Linked DNA regions of Mus musculus: region 2 is linked to region 1. The links are chromatin contacts, called in public promoter capture Hi-C maps. All regions are on one chromosome and are shown on one strand. Each heading gives the region's core, a stretch centred on a gene start, on an enhancer-like site or on the middle of the called end of the contact. The rest is flanking DNA. Distances are from core to core; before and after follow the strand shown. Region 1 holds the start of 1700095B10Rik (RIKEN cDNA 1700095B10 gene). Region 2 holds the start of Crybb3 (crystallin, beta B3).

Region 1 (7,548 bases), core at 2,964-5,463:
AGCCAGGACAAGGCACCCATGATGTGGCTATCTACTTTTACCACCCTGGCTCTGTGTTATCTACCTACCTAAGATCCTGGAGCACCCACCCTTTTTATGTCTCAGTGCTGGAGACTGAACATAGCCTTCTCTTGTGCATGCGAGGCAAGGCAAGTGCTCTGCCACAAAGCTTCAACTTCACTCTGAGACAGTATCTTGCCATATTGTCCAGGGTGACCTTGAACTTGTGATCTTCCTTCCTCAGCCAGCCGGGGTGACAGGCCTGCACCATCAGGCCCCTCTCTCCCTTCTTTCCTGAGAGCACAGCTCATTGTTAGCAACATCAACTCTCCTCCTGTCTGGGTGTTCACTGTGACCATCTGGCCCCTTGACTTGTCTTCGGGCGTCTCCACTCATTGGTCCGCTCACTCTCTGGCTGTCGCTCTACCCTCACATTCAAGGCAAATGTCAAAGATTCCCAGGGTACTCCTTAGCTCTCCCACAGTCAGTTTCAAATTACTTTGCCGAGCCAGGGGTAGGAGCTCATGCCTGCTCCTCAGACCTGGGAGGTAGAAACAAGAGGATCAAGGATTTGAGGTTGTCGTCCACTGCTTAGCAAGTTTAAGACAAAACTGAGTCCCATGAGACTGCCTCTGCCTCAAATAGTAAAATAATAATCGCGTTCAAGTTGTTGGGAGGATGAATTCAGAAGAGCTTAGCCTCAAGGGTCCATCCCAGTATCAACTGATGTTGTCCCCAAATGTTCAGCACTTTCTCAGCACTGCACCTTTGCCTATTCTGCTGCAGCTGCAGCTCAGAGGGGGTTTCCTCCTCTTCTGTCTTGATATTCTCACCCCAGCTTCAGACCTCAAACACCACGCTCTAGAAAGCCCTGGCTAACAGAGACTGAGGTGGGGATCCCTCGGCCATTCGCTTCCAGTCTGGCACACACCATGCATCTCTTTATTCCTTGGTCTCTCCCATTCACTGGAGGAGCCGCAGGGTGGGGGTTTCTATTCTTCTACTATGCTCTCAACATGGGAGAAAAATAAACTATGATATCTTACGGAAAGGGCCAAGTGATGATCACAGAGGGGACCCTATAAATAGTGTAAGACAGGTGTGGTAAACCCGTCCCCACCCCAAGGGTGATGCTGGTGGAGCTTTTAACAGTCACTTCCCAGATGGACACACAGAGACAGACAAAGGGAGCGGCGGCCTTGGTCTGTAATGACGGATTACAAAGTCATGCCTCTCTCCCTGAGGAAGGGGGATATTCACACTACATTAAAAAGTCATAAGCCCGCAACCCTTTCTGAGAGGCGGAACATAAGAAAACATCCCATTTGCCTTCAAATACTGAATTTAGAATTACAGGCCTCATTAACTCAGAGTTTTGCTTATTTAAAGCAGCCCTTTAATGAGGCTACTTCTTCAAAGCATGCATCCTGAGTCCCAATCTTCTAAACTAGGGTGTGTGTGTGTGTGTGTGTGTGTGTGTGTGTGTGTGTGTGTGGTATTGGGGAGGGTCTGGGGAAGATGCAGACAGCTTTGTTCCTGTTTGTACATGGCCCTGATAAGTTGTGGGTTTCAGCTCACATTATAGAGCCACACAGCACTTGCTCTTGTGGGGCCACCCCTAGTGGCCGGGAGTTCCCTCTTTGTGACTCTGAAGCTAATCTTCACAAGTCTCCCCAGATGATAGAGCCATCTGTCAACTGCCAGTCCAAGTGTCAAGTCGAAGCAGGGCAAGGAAAAATGAATTAAGAGTGTGGGGCAGGAGGTTGGCAGAGGCGAGGCTGATGGACTGACCACAAAGTGAGCTGGGAATTACCTCCCAACAAAGAGGGGCTTGGGGAAGCGGCTTCCTGACACTGACAGGAACTCCTCTGAGGTCCTCTCTCTCCCAGCATCCATGGCTGCTGACCTTGGAAACAGGGGGCACCAGCGAACCTCTCACTCTCTTCTCTCCATAGCTTGGGGAGCTGCAGAGTGCGTATGAAGAGGCCAAGAAGATGGCTCACCAGCTGAAGAGGAAGTGTCACCACCTCACTTGGGACCTGGAGGACACGCGGGTGCTGCTAGAGAACCAGCAGAGTAGGAACCATGAGCTGGAGAAGAGACAGAAGAAGTGAGTCCCATCCCACGGTGAACTGGGTCGCTGGGGCAGGCTGCGCAGTGTCAGGATACACGGAGGCCTCCGGGTTCTCTTCCAAAGCCCTCCAACTTCCGTCAGCGTTCTTGAGCACAGAGTGCAGCCCCTTCATTCACAACCCCATGTGGAAGGGATTCCTGTCAGGTTCTCAAGACTCCAACCACGCGAATGGTTCTTTGCTGTTAACTCTCAGCCCTGCCTTGTTCCCTGTTACTTTGTGATCTTAGAGAAGTTACCTGCCCTCTCTGGGCTCCACCATCTCTTTTCCCCAAGGGGTTTGTTGAGAAGAGTGAGGGTAAGCTGTTGTGATATGTGGGAGTCTGTGCCTCTTAGGAGACTATACCAGTTCATTCCAGTTCATGTCTACTCTGCTCTCTAGCTGTGTGAGATTGAGCCGGGCACTTGATCCCTCTGGGTCACAGATGCCCCTCTGTAAATAGGGGTGAGGTCTTGTGTTGAGAACTCTATGATGTGTGCATCTGAATGAACTGGATTTAGCTGCCCATCCCCAGTGGTGAAAAGGGGGACAAGAACATTAAAAAGAACTCATCCCCAAATAGGAGTCCTCACCCTTCATATCAAGGGCATGGGCTCTGATCTGTGGGGCAGGTCTGGCAGGATCTAGACAGCTTTGATGGTGGCCCCTGGGCACCGTGCTTGCTTTTCTGTGGGGACGCTGGCATGACTAGGCAATAGAGGAGCCAGCCAGGACTGGTACCAAGATCTGTACCCTCCAGCAGGCTGTGGCTCTGCATCCCTGAGCTTCATGTGTCCAGTCCCAGACTGGATGGGGGTGGATAAAGGGGTTCAGGAGGGCCTGCAGCCACAGTAGCAGGTTTCTAAGCTGCAAGTGGGGCAGAATGCTGCCTCTGGTAGAATACTCATGATGAACTGTCCCCAAGTGTCCCAGGTGACCCAGCTTTGGCATGGCTTGGTGGGTGGCCTCATTTCCAAGAGACTGGGGACAGGATCACACTCTGTAGGTGGTAGGATGGATCCTGAACTCTGGTTGCTCCCTGTTCCCTTTCCTCCCTTTCCTCCCTTTCCTCACCTCCTCCCCCACCCCCTTCCAGACAGGGTTTCTCTGTGTAGCCCTGGCTGTCCTAGAAATCGTTCTGTAGACCAGGCTGGCCTCAAACTCAGAGATTCCCCCTGCCTCTGCTTCCTGAGCACTGGGATTAAAGGTGAGCACCACCACCATCCGTCAGGCTCTACACTGTTTCTTGCTTTCATCTATCAGGAGCTATCCTGAAGTGGCATCTTCATCCAAAAATGACCTCTGTGCATCAATAACACACTCGCCCCCAAACGAAGGTCAGCCTCTTCTCACTGGTCTTTCATTCTCGTTGACTTCCACTCCCACTTGGGCACATGGGCAAGCCCTCAATCTTTCGCAGGAACAATGACCTGGCTTCATGCCAGTCACTTGCTGTGTGATCTTGTTCAGTGACAGCGTCTCTCTGAGCTCAGGATGACTGGCATCTTAGCCACATCCTAGACTTTCACCAGTCTCTAGAGAGTGCCCATGACAGACCACACCCATAAGCTAGGCCTGACAAACACACTGACACCTCCCAGGTTTCTCCTACTCGCCAGCTCCTCAGGCCTCGCCTGGGAATTCTGCTCCTTGTGAAGGTGTGTCTGCTCTCTGAAAAGTGAGGCACTGGCCTGTGGCTCTTTTGGCTTATAGATTCCCTCACCTCCAGGGACTTGCATGGTGTGCAAGTCTTCTCTTTTGCTTTTGTTTCCCCAAACTCACCTGCCTGTAGGGTCCCTCTCTCCACCATAAACTCTGGATTAGAAGTGGTTTTTGATGTCAAATTCCCAAGAACACACACAGATCTTTTAGGTAGATGAATGGTGTAAAGGGTACCATAGGGTGGCTGAAGTCCAGATTCGATGGACACATTGCCTGAGCACCTCTAGTGATATAGAATGTTCTGGAAGCTGGAGACACTTCTGTGTATCTCTCCACGGTCTTCTCAACCCCAGACACCGCTACCCCCACTGTCCACTACTCCATGCTATGAGAATTCACCATCCCCATCCTGGCTTTTCCGTCAAAAGGTCCAGAATGCTTCCATCTGCTGTGGGAGTCTCGTTGCCATAGATACTCTATGCATGGGTCACAAAGCTTCATTCCAAGAGCTGTCAGAGTTCTTGGGGAGAACCCTGTATTACCCCCACCCCCACTGACCCTGCACCTCCTGAGATTGTGCCCTAGGAAGGCCTGGCCAGGTGGAGTGAAGGGTGTGTGCGCAAACTTGTGTTCCAGAAGTTGGGGGCGGGGTCTGTAAAAGCCTTTCTTTGGCGTCGGGTGTTGTGTTAAGACGAGAACTCTTCCAGGACGTTTGTCATTTCCCAGTGTGGTTGTCGTACCTCACCTGACCCAGGGCATGGACAGGTAGATTGGCTGCAAGGCTAGGGAAGCTGGGTTCAAGGTTACTTCTGCCACTGTGGAATCTGGGGCTCAACCAATTCTTCTGTCTTAGGGCTTCATTACTGTCAAGAGGCACCATGATCAAGGCAACTCTTAAAAAAGGACGTGGCATTTACTTGGGCTTAGCTTACAGGTTCAGAGGTTTAGATTAGAGTCCCATTATCATCAAGACGGAGATTAGAGTCCCATTATCATCAAGACGGGAGCATGGCCGCGTCCAGGCAGGCATGGTGCTAGAGGAGTTGAGAGTTCTACATCTTGATCTGACCACAGCGGGAAGAAACTGACTCCTCCGCACTGGGCGGAGCTTCAAAGCCCGCCCCCACAGTGATGCACTTCCTCCAACAAGGCCACACCTCCAAGTAGTGCCATTTCCCATGGGCCAAAAATACTCAAACACCACATTCCACTCCCTGGCCCCCATAGGCGTGTTTGGACACGTGAGTTATGAACTTCCGTTTCATCCATGCATCCCACTTAGCTGCCCCTTCTCCTTCTGTGGGGTCCTTGCAGAGACCCCAGCCCAAGGCCCAGAATTTTGGAACTGCCTGCTTATCACAATTCTCAAGATTCAGGGGCAGCAGACAAAAACCTCTGAAATGATGTCACCAACAGCCAATCAGAATGCTTCAGGGATGTTCCAGGGCCTTCTAAGGAGAGCTATGATTGGCTTCCTTGGGAGCCTGGGGCTATGGAAGACAGCAGCTGTGATGATGGTTTTATACAGGGAGTCCTTGTCAATAATGTCCACGTGCCAGGTGCCACACCAGGATTGCTGGAACTGCAGGGCTTCCTGTGTGTGTCTCAGTCACCCCTCACTGCAGCCTGGCCAAGTTCTCTGGAAGGACACTCACCCTGATGAGGTGCAGATCTGAGACAGATGAGCAGAGAGGGAATGGCGGCCCCTGGTGGTCAGCTTTGTGGAGGGGGCAGGAGCTCCTTCCTCTGCCTCTGGTGACCTGTTGGCTGCTTCCTATTTGCTAATGCTACAGGGTCACCTGAGGAGCCGGCAGACTGCCACCCTCAGCTTGTGTCTGCCCTCATGGCAGGACATGGGAATAGAGCCATGGGCACCTGCACGGGTCAGGGACACTTAGATTCAAAACCCTGGCCTGGAGAGAGAAGGAGTCTCCAACAAGAAGAATTAGTGCGCGGGCGCTCTCTCTCTCCTCTCTCCCCTGTGTCCTATCTCCTCTCTCTCCCCCTCTTCTCTCTGCTCATCTCACTCTTTCTCTCCCCTCTCCTTTCTCTCTCCTCAATCCCTCTTCTCTCTTTCTCTCCTGCCTTTCTTTCCCCTATGTCCCCCTTTCTCTCTCTTCTTTCTTCTCTCTCTTCTCTGTCTTCCCTCTCTCCTCTTCTTTCTCCTCTCTCTTCTCGTATCTCTCTCCTCTCCCTCTCTTCTGTCTCTTCCTCTCTCTCCTCTCCCCTGTTTCTTTCCCATTTCTCCTTCCTCTAACACTTGTGTTCTTTATTATAAACATGCTTTATTTAATTTACTCTATATTTAGATACACTTTTAAATTTTGTTTAATGTCTTACCAGGTTTCTAATATTCGGATGGAAATCCTTTAGAAACCCGAAACTCCCTCCATGTTGTTCCTGGTATCCCCCCAACCCCAACAACCTCAACAAGAAAAGCCTATGCATTCTTCCCAACTCTACCCACAGCTGGCCCTGCCTCAGTTTCCCCTACCATTGGTTCCCTGATGTGTCCACTCTGTTTTGCGCAGGTTTGACTTGCAGCTGGCCCAGGCACTGGGGGAGTCAATGTTTGAGAAGAGCCTCAGGGAGAAAGTGAGTCAGGAGAACAATGGAGTCCGCTGGGAGCTGGGTCAGCTCCAGCAGCAGCTAGAGGTGAGAAATGGGGACTCTCGGCTGTCTGGATACTCTAGAAATTCCAGCATACACCTGCAGCAGTGGACAGAGGAACAGAGCCCTGGCTGTGCTCCAGGCAGCTGCCAACACTGTTCCCAGCATGTCCTCATGACACCCATGGAGGATGATGACAGATAATCCTCTATAGTGTGTGCTCTGGCCATAGGCTCAGGGTCCCAGGTGGGAGGTTCTGAGGCTCAGCAGAAAATAAAACAGAGCTGGTCATGACCTTGTCAGGAGCCACAGCCTGCCCAAAGCAGTCTCTGCTATAGAGGGCATTTGTGACATCAGCTGCCCCTTATCCTTGGTGGCTCCTTATGAGCCCTCAGGGCAACCTGTGCTCTCTTGATCTAGCCATTGATCCTCTTCCCCTCTCTTTATGAGAGAGCATGCAGACTTGGCCCTGGATCCATCTTCCTTATTGGAAGGGTCACTTCTGTCCTCTCTGCCTCCCTGATCCCTCAGCCTGAGGGTTGGCACGATGCCTGGTTTCTTCTTCCAACCGGACAAGCAGTTCCCTTACATGCACTGAGATACAACTCCAGGAAAATCCCTTTCCCTACCTCCATCTGCCAGGATCCCTCTGAGTCTTCTCAAAGCACAGCCATGCTGGGGAAACTGGGCGTGGGACAAGAGTGGAGGAGGGCAATGTGGGGATCCAGGTGGTAACATAGTTTGTCCTTTCAGCACTGGGGAAACTGAGGCAGGGAGATCCTGAGGTTGAAGTCGGCCTGCACTGCATGGGGAGACCCTGTGTAATGGTGCTGAGCCTGGGAGACAAGTAGGCCTGTATGCAGAAATTGGAGCCCTTTTGGGAGAGGATCGTGGTCACGTGACTCCATCCCCGTGCCCCCTCTCATTGTAGCAAAAGGAGCAGGAAGCCTCAAAGCTGAAGCAAGAGGTGGAAAGGCTACAGGGCCAGAAAAGGGAGCTGCTGAGCTGTGCCTCTGTGGGGGATCAAGGTGTGGCCAGCCTGAAAGAGAGGGTCTGGGAACTGGAGACCAATGCCCTTGAGCAACAGAAGATCCACAGCCAGCAGGAAAATACCATCAAGCAGCTGGAGCAGGTGAGGAGACCCTCCCTGTTCAGGGGATGCTCT
Region 2 (7,514 bases), core at 2,962-5,461, 290 kb before region 1:
GTCGCTGCTTACTAGTTGGACTGGTTTGTTTACAGACGCAGGCTTAGCTAGTCGGGACCACCTAACCGGGAACTGGTGCTGCCCACAGTGTGCCGGGCCCTCTGCCATCCTTATACTCAACACATTCCTATGGAGATGCCCATCCTGGCTGGACAACCCCTCAAAAGAAACTGGTTCTCAGATGGGAGTCTGTTGTCTCAGGCTGACAGTTAAGGCTAATTAGAGCACAATGCTAATCAACAGCCTATCCAGGCGTGTTAATCAATAGCCTATCCAGGCATGTTAATCAACAACCTATCCAGGGATGTTAGTAGGCAACATGTCTGGTGAGGCTGGTCAACAGTCTGCTCAGGAATGCTCAGGGTTTTCTAGAGGACAAGAATGGCGAAATGGATGTATATTCAAAGGTCATTTATTAGGTTGGCTTTCACAACGTGGCCCGGGAAACCTGACAATTAGGAGTCTTCACACCAGAGAAGTTGAGGATGGGTATTCCTCAGCCGTGACGCTGGCCTCCTCAGTGGTCCTTGTCTGGAGCCGAAGGCCTGGGGGATCACTGGAAAGCCACTGGTCTGCAGTCTGTGTTAGAAGGCCGAAGAAGTTGGGTTCTGATTCCAGCGAGGAACGGTGGCCGTCATGGCCGAGAGCAGCAGTCAGGCAAATGCAACCACTTGTTCCTTAGATGCCGTTCTGTCCGGGCAGCCCATTTTAAGGGTGGGAGTCCTAGTTTCATTTCTGTTGCTGTGATAAAACACTGACATTGAACAGTTTGGAGAGAAAGGATTTATTTGACTTATAATCCCAGGGTCAGTCCATCAGCGGGGACGTCGGAACTTCAGCTGCCCACAGCCAGGGTCTAGAGCAGAGAGAGATGGAGACAGCTTTGCTTGTTCCTGCTCAGTTCAGTCTTTCAACCCTCAGCAGCTTAAGAAACTCTGCCTAGGGAATGGTACCACCCACATTTAGTACAGGTCTTAGAACCGGTTGTATTGCTTTGGAGAGACACCATGACCAAAGCAACTCTTATAAAGGAAAACATTTAACTAGGGCTGGGTTACAGTTACAGAGGTTCAGTCCATTACCATCATGGCAGGAATTACAGGGCAGTGTGCAGGCAGACATGGTGCTGAAGGAGCTGCGAGTTCTACATCTTGATTTGCAGGCAGCCATGGGGAGGCTCTCTTCCACACTGGACATAGATTGAGCACAGGACCTCACACAGCAACAAACTTTCACCAACAAGACCACACCTACTCCAATAAGGCCACACCTACTCTAACATTGCCACACCCACTCTAACAAGGCCACACCTACTCTAACATTGGCACACCCACTCCAACAAGGCCACACCTACTCCAACATTGCTACGTTTCCCAATAGTGCCACTCCTTAGGGCAAACATATCCAAACCACATCACATCAATTAATTTAATTAAGACAGTTCCTACAGATGTACCTGTGGGCAACTCAGTATATGATCCCTCAATTGAGAGCCTAGGTTTTGCCATGCTTAAATTTAAAGCTAACCATTATAATAGATTTCCTTACTTCAGTTAACTTTTTCTGGGAAATCCCTCACAGGTGTGTCCAGAGGCGACTCCTGTGGGTGATTCTAGATTCTGTCAAGTTGACAATCAATTTTAACCCCCATAGAAGCTAATCAGTAGCCTACTCATTGTGGTTATCTTAGGGTTACTATTGCTATGATAAAACACCATGATCAAAATAAAATTGGGGTGGAAAGTTGGTCACTCACAGTTCCATATAACAGTTCATCATCAAAAGCAGTGAGGGCAGGAACTCACACAGGGCAGGAACCTGGAGGCAGGAGCTGATGCAGAGGCCATGGAAGGATATTGCTTACTGGCTTGCTCTCCATGGCTTGCTTAGTCTGCTTTCCTTCCTTCCTTCCTTCCTTCCTTCCTTCCTTCCTCCCTCCCTCCCTCCCTCCCTGCCTTCCTTCAAGATTTATTTATTTATTTTATGTATATGAGTACACTGTAGTTGTACAGATGGTTGTGAACCATCACGTGGTTGCTGGGAATTGAACTCAGGACCTCTGTTCGCTCCAGCCCCGCTCGCTCCTGCCCAAAGATTTATTTATTATTATATGTAAGTACACTGTAGCTGTCTTCAGACACCCCAGAAGAGGGCATCAGATCTCATTATGGATGGTTGTGAGCCACCATGTGGTTGCTGGGATTTGAACTCAGGACCTTCAGAAGAGCAGTCAGGGCTCTTAACCACTGAGCCATCTCTCCAGCCCCTCAGCCTGCTTTCTTATAGAACCCAGGACCACCAGTCCAGGGATGGCTTCACCCACAATGGGTGGGGTCCTCCCCCTATCAATTACTAATTGAGAAAATGTCCTACAAGGTTTCCTACAGCTCAATCTTATGGAGCCATTTTCTTAATTGTGACTTCCTCCTCTCTGATGACTTAACTAATTATCCAGCACTGTGGTAAACAGCCTTGGTGGAGATGTTGAGAAGCAGCCCCACCCCCGCCCCTCACAGGACAGCCCCTGATTCCCCGCTCCAAATCCCATTCTACCCTTGCTAAGAGCACGTGGCTCTGAACAGCAGTGGTGCTGATGTTCGGAACTGTGGGTTAGGGAATGGCAGACAGAAAACCTCAGATGTCACAGTGCTCAGGACGATTCAGTGTGGAGAGGGTGCCACGCTGTCTGCAGCACCACCCAGCCAGTGACAACTGGCTCCATCACCCGTGGCAGGAAGTGGCCATTAATGTGATCAGTGGTAGGTGAGGTCCTGGGGGAATGGAATCAAGTGACAGCCATGTGATGTGTGCTGTGCTCACGTGACCTCTCATCGCGACAGCTCAGGCTGTCGTCAACCCTGCAATGGAGGCTACTCTTGAATTCCTGATCCTCCTGCCTCTGGCCCCCGTCAGTGATGATCTGCGGCTGGTTGATTTGTGTGGAGGAACACAGGCCTCCCTCGTGCTAAGCCAGCATACAGCCTCTGAGCTACAGGAAGAAGAAACCCTGTACTGTCACGGAATGTCCCCCACAATCTCATGCGTAGAGCATCTGGCTTCCAGACAGACAGAAGTGCAAGTGCCATTTTTGGAAACTGGAGCTTTTAGGAGCTGGTCTGACTGGAAGAAGCAGCTGGGGTCTGGTCCTCCAGAGCGTCCTGTCCCTGCCCCCTTCCCATGTCCGTCTCCTTGCTTCGGTATCTTGCCTCAAAACAAAGAACTTTGTCTACTACACGCCCCATGTCATGACACTCTCTACAAATATGTGGCAACCAGCAACCTTGGCTTCAGTCGTCTAAAACTGCCAGCCAAAATAAACTGTCCACCCTTGTTTCTGTCAGACATTTTAGCCACAGTGACTTAGTGCTAACCAGTACATTTGTTTATGGGCCTGGGACGATGGCTAAGTGGTCGTGCAAGCACAAGGAGCAGAGTTCAAATCTCCAGCACCCCACGAAAAGCCAGTGGTGAACTGGGCAGTGACGACACACGCTTTTAATCCCAGCACTTGGGAGGCAGAGGCAGGTGGATTTCTGAGTTCAAGGTCAGCCTGGTCTATAGAGTGCGTTCCAGGACAGCCAGGGCTATACAGAGAAACTTTGTGTCAGTGGTTGGGGATGGAGACAGGAAGATTGCTGGGGCTGGCTGTGGATCTAGCTCCGTTTTCAGTGAGGGACCCTGTCTCAAGGGAATACAGCAAAGCAGGGTAAAGCGGGGGCACCAGCCTCTTCTTCTGGCATCTGTGTGCACCCAGGCTCACTCAGCCACATACACGATGCATACTCACACACTGAAACTCAATTCAGTTTGTAGCTCTGACCGTAAGAACTCAGTGATTTGCCTCAGTCGTGGAATCTGTAAAATGGCACCCCAAGGATCCGAAATTGGGATGTAGGCTGACTTGAGGATTTGAGCCTACAGCAAACAGCTTTATGACCCCCAAGTAACTGATGTGGCCTCTTTCAAACACAGTCTCATCATTGACATGTGTAGTCTGGCCAGCATCCCACAAAGCCAGCAAAGGCCATCGGTTCCCAGGAAGTCATCAGACTTGTGCAAGAGGTGACTGGCCTTAGGGGGCCTTCCCGGACACACCATTAGGATGAAATGGCCCGGACAGGATCGGGTGGACAGGATGCTATCTCAGCATCCCGTAATGTGCTGGGCCAACAGAACATGCCCATAAATAGGCCAGCCTTGGAGGCACGCCAGTCTGGAGACAACTGGTCCTGGAAGCAGGTTTGTACTGGACTGGGTGAGGCAGGGGGGAGTGTACTGTTGAGGAAGGTGCAACCTCGGGTCTCTCTGGTGTGCATGGCCCTTGTCTGGCTCACTCGAGGGTAGGGAGGGTGACCTCCAGGAACCAAGCCTGCCAACTAGGCCCAGCCACAGACAGAGCTGGTGAACTGTATTGTCTGCGGGTCTGAGCACGAGGCTGGGTCCCAATTGTTTGTGTGGGCTGAGGACCAAGGAGTGGGCAGCTCTGAGAAAGGGAATACCCGGTCATCCCCATGAAGTGGGCCAAGGCCCATGTCCTAATGATGCAGGTTAGATACAGAGCAGAAGCTGCTGGACCTCACACAAGTGTGTCATGAGGGAGGAGCGGGTCAGTCGGGGACAGGTGTTGTGCAGGACAGTGCATGTGTGTGCACGCCCATACACCCTTGCTGGCGAGCAAATGTCTGCAGACCTGTGTCCTAGGTCTCTGCCTCCTGAGGCTAAGAGAGACTTCCAGGGTCCACTATGCGAGAGCCTAGAACACGGTAAGCACTCAATAGTCAGCTTCACGGTCAGGGATGGTTTCCAAAGACCTGGCCCATTTAATGGCTGCTCAGTCCGTCTGTTTTTCCTGCCTGCTGTGGTCTGCTGTCCACCCTGGCTGTCCTGAGGTCCAGTCCTGGGCACTGAGGCTGCAGAGAGCCCATAGAGATACCCAGCCCTTTACAGGGAGCATTTGGTTGTGTGTGTGGGGTGGGGGGAGAGTGCCATCCAGTTTAAGTCCTTTCTTCCCTGTGTTCTCAGTAAACTGGTCTTTCATTACTGGGCCTCTGGGATTCCCCAGTCCCACTGACTGGCCCAGATGCGTGGCCCAAAGCAGGTGTCCAGGAGGTGTTTGTTGACTGATTATAGATCTTGGCCCTCAGTGCTGTTTGGGTGGGAACCCACCAGTCCCTGATCCTGCTGGCCGCAGCTGGTGACCTGGTTCTCCTCCAGTTTGAGGCAGAAGTATCCCCAGAGAGATGGCGGAGCAGCACGGAGCACCTGAGCAGGCTGCAGCTGGCAAGAGCCATGGAGGCCTTGGGGGCAGCTACAAGGTACCTGGCTGGATCTTGATGGGACCTAGAGCCCAGGGCTGAGGGCTACAACTGACCCAGTGGAGTTCCCGGGCACCAGGCTTCGGGGGATGTGGGCTTCAAGCTCCGCCTTTCCTGTGTGACCTCGCTTGAGTTGCTTGGTGTTTCTGGGTGCTGACAGCTTCATCTTTAAAAACAAAAAAACAAAAAAACAAAAACAAAAACAAAAAAACCGGAAGCGATGCCTGTTGTCCCCGGTCCCAGAATTGTCACGTGATAAAGCGGGTGGCCTGAGCATGGTTGGTGGATGGGGGGAGTGTGACATCGCTCGCTCTGTCCATCCCAAGCCATGCTGAGGCTTCGACGTGGATGGCGTGAAGGAATAGAGTCTGAGGAAATTTTCTGAGGCTGCCCTGCTGATTTTCAGTAGGAACCCGGGGCATTATTGCAGTTGCTCACTGAGGTCACCAGGGGGCGGTGCAGACTGCGTGGTTCACCTCGGCGAGGGGGGATGGGGGCGGGAAGCAGGTCGGGGGTGGTGGAGGGGCTTCCTGCTGTTCCGTGGAAGGACGTGGACTTTGGAGCCCTGCAGAGGCTGAGGTTCTCACCTCTGTCCATCCAGGTGACGGTGTACGAGTTAGAGAACTTCCAGGGCAAGCGATGCGAGCTCTCGGCGGAGTGTCCCAACCTCACCGACAGCCTGTTGGAGAAGGTGGGCTCCATCCAAGTGGAGTCTGGACCGTGAGTACCTGGGCAGCACCCACTGCCCCGGCTTCCTGCATTGTGAGGCCCAATCCAGCCCCAGATTTGCCCCAGGCCCTTGCCTTTCTTTGCCTCAGTTTCTCCATCCATAAGTTCCTGTGGCGTATGACAGGAACAGGAAGGAGGCCAGCTGGTGTCCAGCTCAGAGTTAGCACCAGCTGTGCACAGTTATGTAAATAAGGCCTGAAGAGATGGTTCAGCAGTTGAGAGCACTTCCTGCTCTTGTAGAGGACCTGGGTTCGATTCTCAGCACCCACGTGGCACTCACAACTGTCTGTATCTCCAGTTTCAGAGGATCCCACACCCTCTTTTGATCTCTGCAGGCACCATGCACACATAAAGTGCACAGGCATACATGCAAACAAAACACCATATGGTTAAAAGGGTTTCTTTTAATTATCATTATTAACAGAAACAGGACTTACTGTTAAATAACCGTAGGAATTATGACCCTGCAAAGCTTCACTTGAATTATATCATGAATCCTTGTCCTGCAAGAGCCACGCCCCTTTCTGTCGCTGGCATAGTGGAGGGAACTGAGGCAAGAAAACCTAGGTGTCTGGAACCTGCCCTCCCCTCGAGCAGCAGGCTCTGCGCTGTGCACTGAGCTCTGACCCTCAGACTGAGTCTATGCTCTAGGACTTTGCGTTCTCGGGCATGTCTGCCAGCTGTATCTCCTCATCTGAGGACAAACAGTGCTGTGCCTAGAGGGGAAAAGAGAAGTTTTTTTTTTTTTTTAAGTTTTATTCATTTTTATTTTATGTATGTGAGTGTTTTGTTTGCATGTATGCCTCTGCACTAAGTGCATGCACTACCCGTAGTGGCCAGAAGAGGGCGCTAGATCCCCTAGAACTGGAGTTGAGATGTTCATGAGCTGCCACTCTGTGTGTGCTGAGACTTGAACCCTGGTCCTTTGTAACAACAGCCAATGCTCTTAACCACTGAGCTAGCACTCTAGCCCCTTACCCATCGATCTTTCATGGGGGAATTTTACCAAACCTCCTCCCAAACGTGGTGCACGTGGATTCTCAGCATGTCCTTGATGGGCTCCTGGCGCAGGACACTAGTACCAATGAGTCCCCAGAGCCTCCCTAACAGCAGGCACAGGGGTCTGTACTGGGTTATGGGTAGGGGTAGGGAAGATGTGAGGTTCCTGTTCTTTCTCTTGCATGGGGGTCCCTGCTCAGCCACACCAGGGGTGACCCCGTTCCCTGCCCCCTCAGGTGGCTGGCGTTCGAGCGCAGGGCCTTTCGTGGGGAGCAGTTTGTTCTGGAGAAGGGGGACTACCCTCGCTGGGATGCCTGGTCCAGCAGCCGACGTAGTGACATTCTCCTGTCCCTCCGTCCTTTGCACATTGTAAGTCAGGGCTATTGCTATCCAAGTGTGTGTGTGTGTGTGTGTGTGTGTGCGCGCGCGCGCGCGTGCGTGTGCACACACATGGGTCAGTTTTGCCACTGT

Evidence for each region. Promoter capture Hi-C pulls out the DNA fragments that hold promoters and counts their contacts.
Region 2: a contact with region 1 is called in a promoter capture Hi-C map of embryonic stem cells, with 2.1 times the contacts expected there. The contact joins the promoter of Crybb3 here to the promoter of 1700095B10Rik in region 1. A contact is called at or near these places in 11 of 39 promoter capture datasets (cranial neural crest, embryonic stem cells, frontonasal cranial neural crest and 6 more), 1 of 484 Hi-C or Micro-C datasets (embryonic stem cells) and 2 of 9 other capture datasets (embryonic stem cells and liver).

The regions. Positions count from the first base shown.
Region 1 is chr5:112,789,957-112,797,504 of GRCm38.p6, reverse strand. It overlaps 1700095B10Rik (RIKEN cDNA 1700095B10 gene), which reads right to left and starts at 4,213. Exons shown (of 4, transcript NR_040676.1): 1 at 3,894-4,213; 2 at 2,004-2,090. Myo18b (myosin XVIIIb) reads left to right here. Exons shown (of 44, transcript NM_028901.2): 29 at 1,956-2,110; 30 at 6,305-6,428; 31 at 7,315-7,515.
Region 2 is chr5:113,078,281-113,085,794 of GRCm38.p6, reverse strand. Crybb3 (crystallin, beta B3) reads left to right here and starts at 4,211. Exons shown (of 6, transcript NM_021352.3): 1 at 4,211-4,239; 2 at 5,145-5,315; 3 at 5,917-6,035; 4 at 7,280-7,412. The coding sequence starts at 5,241.